Linked DNA regions of Gasterosteus aculeatus: region 2 is linked to region 1. Evidence: chromatin contacts called from public Hi-C data. All regions are on one chromosome and are shown on one strand. Each heading gives the region's core, a stretch centred on a gene start, on an enhancer-like site or on the middle of the called end of the contact. The rest is flanking DNA. Distances are from core to core; before and after follow the strand shown.

Region 1 (3,126 bases), core at 420-2,919:
ACATGTGGGCCTGACATGGTCATTGTAGTTTTGAGGGATCTTGTTATTGACACGTGTTGAGCAAGTGGAAACTGGACAGCGTCTTTATAGGGAAATGAACCATGAAAAACTAAAACCATGTTACATGTCAGTCTGGCCAGTAGTCAACGTAATATCTGTCCATCAAAGGGCACGATGGCCGGATGGACAACAGACCGTATACTGCAACATAAGGTCTGCTGCCCCAAAAGGGATGTAGAAACATAGTGATGGGCTCTGAATCATTCTCAGGTCCGACTATTCATCCTTCTTTACCCCACCTGCTGTTCCTACATGCCATTGCTCACAATGCCTGACATTCGCTTATTTAACTTCTACCCATTCACAAGAACAGCCACCATCAACTTTTCAACTTGGATTCTTCATCCATGTGTACTTGTGTGTGTGCGTGTGTGCAGGAGAAAGAGAGGGAGATGCACAATAGTATGTGGTGAATACAATAATACTTAGAATTTATATCTATTACACACACACACAAAAGGGCACGGCCCATATTAAGTTACAATGTAGAAGAAGGCTGAACAAGTATAAGCGGATTAGAAATACCTTGAGTGTGCAATATGAAGGAGATAAGCCCTGCAAGAGTGGGGCGTGGGGGTGGGGGGGGGGGGGGGGTTTCAGGGGAGGGAGACAGAGTGAATGAAAGTTATAAAAAGTGGATGAGTCATTTATAAGAAACGTACACCTTATTTTCACACAGCTACCTTTTTCTCTCCAGAACTGGACACGGTGTTGGAGTCGGGCCGCCTGAAAGCCACACAGTTGCGCATGACGCAAAAATAAAAGTTTTGGACACAATTAGCCGGAGGTGATGTAACGCAGCCGGCTCAATGAAACCGCACAGCCGGTGTTGCCATATATCTCTTTGTCAAGCGCGTCCAGCCTAGCAACGCTAACTAAGGGGGGTTGGATTTGTAAATGTGACGAGGGCCCCGTGGTTTAAGAGATCAGAGTGATGACTTTGCTTTGTGTTGTTCAAACAGATTGACTTCCTCAGGGGCTTACTGGCTGTTTATTGCTTCCAGGCCAGCACCCCACACCACGCCTCACAGACAGAACCATAAAGGATTGTATTCCCCCCTAGTAAAAATGGGTGGGCATTTTATCAATATCTATGACTCAGTGATCTTCAGTTATGTTTTTAAATTTTTTTTCAGATCATGTTATTATCTGAATCAAGGGGGATTTCTGATACAGGAGTAAACAATTAAAATGGACTTGATTAATACACAGCCCTGTCAAATAGAAGATTATCTTGCTCGTACTTTGATTATTTGGCAGAAATGACTGATATATAATGAGGTTAGGAGACACATCGCAAGTATGAGGCAGAAATCAGAGAGCAACCCGTGTACCAACTGAATCTGCTTGATCTGCTACCGATGTACCTATTAGTAAAATATATCTTCCATTAAAAATGTTTTCACAATTAATTTACTTGTTCACATGATGCTGTACGTTAAAGCTTCGTAGGGACAATAAGCGAGAGAAAGGGAACAATAATAAGCGTCATCGTAAACTGGCTGACAGATAGACAGACTGTCCTGCCCACTCAACAGGCCTGCACACACACACACACACACACACACACACACACACACAGTTAGCTAAACAGCCTTTGTGTCATAATCACATTTAGTAGAAGCCATATGACAGCAGAAATCGCTGCCAAGGACAAACACACGATGTGGGAGAGTGTGAGTTTGTAAGTGACTAAAAGAGATGAAAATAAGGACAAAACAAGGCTCTCTCTGTGTGTGTGTTTGTGTGCGCACACACAAATTGGTACGTGAAGTTTGTCAGTAAAACCACCCATATGCTGAGGTCAGCCACACTATCACTAGCTTTCCAAACCCTGCGAAGGCTAGTGTGTGTGTGTGTGTGTGTGTGTGTGTGTGTGTGTAAAAGATAGAGACAGTCAGGGTGAGGTGAGACATTAGTAGATTGGTGGTTATTTCTCCATTCACAGTAAAGGGGATTGCTTCTTTGAGTAATTAGTGCATTGGGTTCAAGTCACCTTTCTATAATTCTATTTTTATATTCAGCTCCAGTTTCCTGTTGGTTTGGGTGTCAATAAAAGACGATGATTTTAACTGAGCAGTTCATCTTAATATGAATCACGATGGAAAAAAGGTCCTTTAATGAACACACACACACACACACACATTAGCACGGGCACCATTGATGTGCCACCGTGGCCCTGTAGTTGCTGACAGTTGACATCCCTCCAAGTGAAAGAATGCCTGCGTGGTGACGATGAGGGATTGAAACTCAGTGGTCACCGGGGACACACCCACTCTACTCTTTTTATTACAATATATAAAAGGCATACATTTGCAAATGTAGTGTTATCACGGCCAACGTGCAGAAAGCGCGCATTGTGATACTTCAGTTCGCATCGTATGTACGAAACCCGCAGTTCATCTGGTAATCAGCGTGTTTCTCCGCCAACAAAATCGCATATTGTGAGCATTCAAACACGCAAGTTAACGGACCTCCTTCTCTCTTTCTATCATGGATCAGCCAAAGTTGATGTGTCTGCGTCAGTGGTGGGGAAATGTGTGTATTAGCTCCTTGTGATGTGATATGGCTGATTGCACACTGTGATATTCCCACTGCTGATACTATGACCGTTTGAAATGACCCTGAGGCCAATAGTTGTGTGTAGTAATGTAGCGAGGAGTTTAACACCTGCTGGAATGGAACGTGAACGCTGAGTCGGCGATGCGATGTCATCTTTGATTTCTTCCTGTAACTGTAATATTGCATGGATGCTTTATCTGTAACGCTTAATGATTTTATGTTCACTCAACGGTTGAAGTGTGATTCTTGTGGCAAAAATCTTTTCAGCTCGTCTCCTTGTCCTACGTCGCCGTCTGGCTCGGATGACTGCCGTCATCTCATCTCATCTCATTCTCCAGGAGGCGTATGCGAGGAAACTTCTGGTTTACACCTGCTTTTAAGAGGCGGTTTCTGTACACACTAATACTAATAAATAATTGGGCACACTTTACGCATCCCCTCCCATCTCTTTGTGGGAAACTCCCACTTTCCCCTTGACCCTCCAGAGGATTCATATGCATGACA
Region 2 (3,126 bases), core at 245-2,744, 69 kb before region 1:
CGTTAAAGAAGTCCCATCCGGCCCTGCACCTGGACCGGACTAAACCCCTGTGACTAATGGGTGTGGATGTATTCACGCCACTGATTAGCATTTGTGTGTGAAAGAGCGAGACAACTAGGAAGGTGTCTGTGTGCGTTTGATCCTACCTATGCAATAACAGAGCAGGATGGAGAGCAGCACAGACAGTCCTACGGCGCTGAGGGCGGTACACCTGAGGGAAAGAAAAGAAAACCATGGTTGTTGTGTTGCTTCCTCCTTCGTCAGTGTGGCTTCTGTCTTAACCATCACACTATCAGACACATCTGCTACAGTGTTCCCCATGGTTTACAGCGTTGGAGGTGCGGACGGACAGCGACATTTGTCATTTCAGGGTCACAGATGTTATTCTGTGTCCGCTGTGCAAAATGTTCTAAATCCTTTGGTGTAGCTTATACAAATGAAAAAAAACCTCCACAATAGACTGTGCTGATTCAAATGCTAGATCTCAATACAGGCCCTCATCCCACGATGCTGTCCGGCAACCTATCAGTACTACACAATGATGCTCTTGTTAACGAGTTAATGTTGTTGTTTAGCAGCAACATATTTTTAGTAGCAGGGACATTTGCAATCATAATATTCTATTGGGGTATTGCACCTAGCGCTGTTGAGCTGAAGAACATTCTAGATTTTGTATTTCATATGTAAAAATACAGCTATACAAACATTTTTATTGAAAAAACAACACCCTGGATGCACTAGCTCTGCAAGCTAGCAAAGTCACACACCCAATTAGATGCCAGCTGGTCTCTTCTCTCGTGGCTCTATTTGCTGCCAAGATTCTGCCGAGTGTTAAATGCAATGCAAACAAAATGTGTTACATGTGACTACGTTTGGTGTCACATGTCCGTGCAACCTGTGCGTGTGGCATTGACTGGTAGGTGGCTGTGGGGAGGAAATCTCTGGTATGTGTGAGAAGTGCCAGCAGGAAGACGGAGCTGCATAAACTGCATGACTGTGTGGTTAAGTTACAGTCGTCTGCCATAAAGATCAGCGTGCACTATATGTGGGACGCATTTACTCATGTACCCCTGCGCCACGTCGACACATGAGCTATAGGAACTATGAGGTATAGGGGTTGTATGATAAACTACAGGAGCATCTTCCTTAGCTTGTCCCACTCCCGGCACTTCCTTTGAGACAAACCTTATTAAATGCCAAACAACTTCAAATCTGTCAAATATACTATGAATTAATTTTATTTCATTCATTTGGTGACTGGGAAGAAGTCTTCTGTCCCAGCCAATGCTGTTTTAGGATATTCAAACGTGTACCTGAGTATAAATGAGTTGTACAGAAGAAAATACCAGCAGCACCACTGACAACTTCTTCCATCTTACCGCCATGAGCAGTACTTGGATGATTTCTTGAACTTGAAGGCAGAGCGGGAAAGGGTGTTCCTCGGCAGCGGCCTGGTGGGCGGGGAGTACACTGAACCGGTTGCCATGGTGTAGCCAGGAGTTGCCGTGGAGAAGAGGGGGGTGGTGCCTGTACCTGTCTTAAAGAGGAAGTGCCTGGAGAGCAGGAGGAAAAAGGGGGACAGAGATTAGTTATGGTAAATCAGCAGGTTGTCACACAGTTTACATACATTGTTGTATTCTTTTTACTTTTAACACAATGTTGTATTTTTCAATCTTCAAGAGCAACACTTAACTTTCAGGTTAGCTCTCTTTGATTCCCCCCAATTCTCTTTCATTAATAAAAGAAATGAATATATGAGCTGTGCTTGAACAGCTTCCAAACTATAATATCACACATGACTGTAAAACCATTATATGTTTGATTATTAAGTGTCTTGAACTATAATGGCGTCATAAAGTAACTCATGTAAGTGTCTCTAACCCATGTTGACGAGTACAGACTTGATGGTGAAGGACTGTTTTGCATGACTTTATAACGCTTTATGCTTCACCTTCACCTAGCTTCCCCCTTTACATCAATGATATACATGGCCACTAGAGGTGGCTGCCCACTAATTTTGAAGCCCTCTGTTTTGATCCAGCATTCAAATGGATGACACTGGCCTACTGACCTAATTAGGAGAAAGAGTGGACCCATGCCACATGAAAATTGATGCTCCCAGTTAGGGTCGCAAAGGGTCGCAGGGGTGGAAGGTTTCCTGTAAATTACCTTTTTTAACCTTTTTTAAGCATTAAACAAGGAACTTAAACGTAGTTAAGAACAAGACTATGCGAGATTCAATGTTCATGTTTTTGTTGAATAAATAGTTCTACTCACAAAGGGATTAAATCCAACATATTAGAGATGTTTGCATGCATGTCAGCTCATGACAAATAAAAGGTTGTTTTCATTAATTCCGGTGGTACCTCGCATGGTAGCAAAGGACTTTCAGTGGTCCGAGGACCAGAGAAGCTTTACTCAAGTTACCATTTCCAGAAGATGCTTTCTGGTTTCACCAAACCCTTCATGTATTATCACCCAACTGGAACAAGCCAACAAGGCCACAGTGGTCTGAATAAAGCAAATTCAAACTGCTGTCCACCTGAAAGCCACATCGTTCCCTTTTCATTTGTGTAAAGGCCGTCTTTAGAATTTACCACGTGAACATTTCCACCACAAAGATTGCTGGCGCAGTGTGCATGTATGTCTGCAGTACTTACCAAGGACACAGAACTCTGTCTAACGAGCATCTGTAATTACAATTAAACTACCCTCTAAATAGGATGTATGATTAACAATTATAGCCTATTATAACAAGGGTCCTTCAATTAATACCTGCCTCCAGGCAAGAGGGGAAGAGAGTTTAAGAGACTGAATAAACAGGGAAACATTGAGCATTGCTATATTTTGTGTGTGAGTTCTACAGCAGCCGTTAAAGCACAAACATATTGTTAAGCATTTAATGAAAAGAGATGTAGGGGGACATGCTTTATTTCACATGATCAATGATCATTAAGAGGCAATGCCATACGCTCTGTTCTTTTTATAAATGTTCATTATAACAAATGACATTCAATCATTAGTTTCTATACATGTTCAGCATCAACAAGAAGGAGAAAATAAGGGCAATATCCTTTTCCTACATACAATATTATACTTGTTGTGTTTTCTTTTTTTCATTCTTTC

The links. Hi-C and Micro-C count contacts between places; a contact is called where the count stands out from the background.
Region 2: a Hi-C map of skeletal muscle shows a contact between it and region 1, with 5 times the contacts expected there. The contact joins two enhancer-like sites. A contact is called at or near these places in 4 of 6 Hi-C or Micro-C datasets (skeletal muscle, tail fin and whole body).

What each region holds. Positions count from the first base shown.
Region 1 is chr9:4,046,249-4,049,374 of fGasAcu3.hap1.1, reverse strand. All of the region lies in intron 9 of tenm3 (teneurin transmembrane protein 3), which reads right to left. Among protein-coding and RNA genes, the nearest start is that of dctd, 160 kb to the left of the region's middle. Within about 2 kb of position 1,669, at least 1 of the 9 cell types and tissues checked has open chromatin away from gene starts, as enhancers often do.
Region 2 is chr9:4,114,854-4,117,979 of fGasAcu3.hap1.1, reverse strand. tenm3 (teneurin transmembrane protein 3) reads right to left here. Exons shown (of 60, transcript XM_078080162.1): 12 at 1,380-1,553; 13 at 147-211. Among protein-coding and RNA genes, the nearest start is that of dctd, 89 kb to the left of the region's middle. Within about 2 kb of position 1,494, at least 6 of the 9 cell types and tissues checked have open chromatin away from gene starts, as enhancers often do.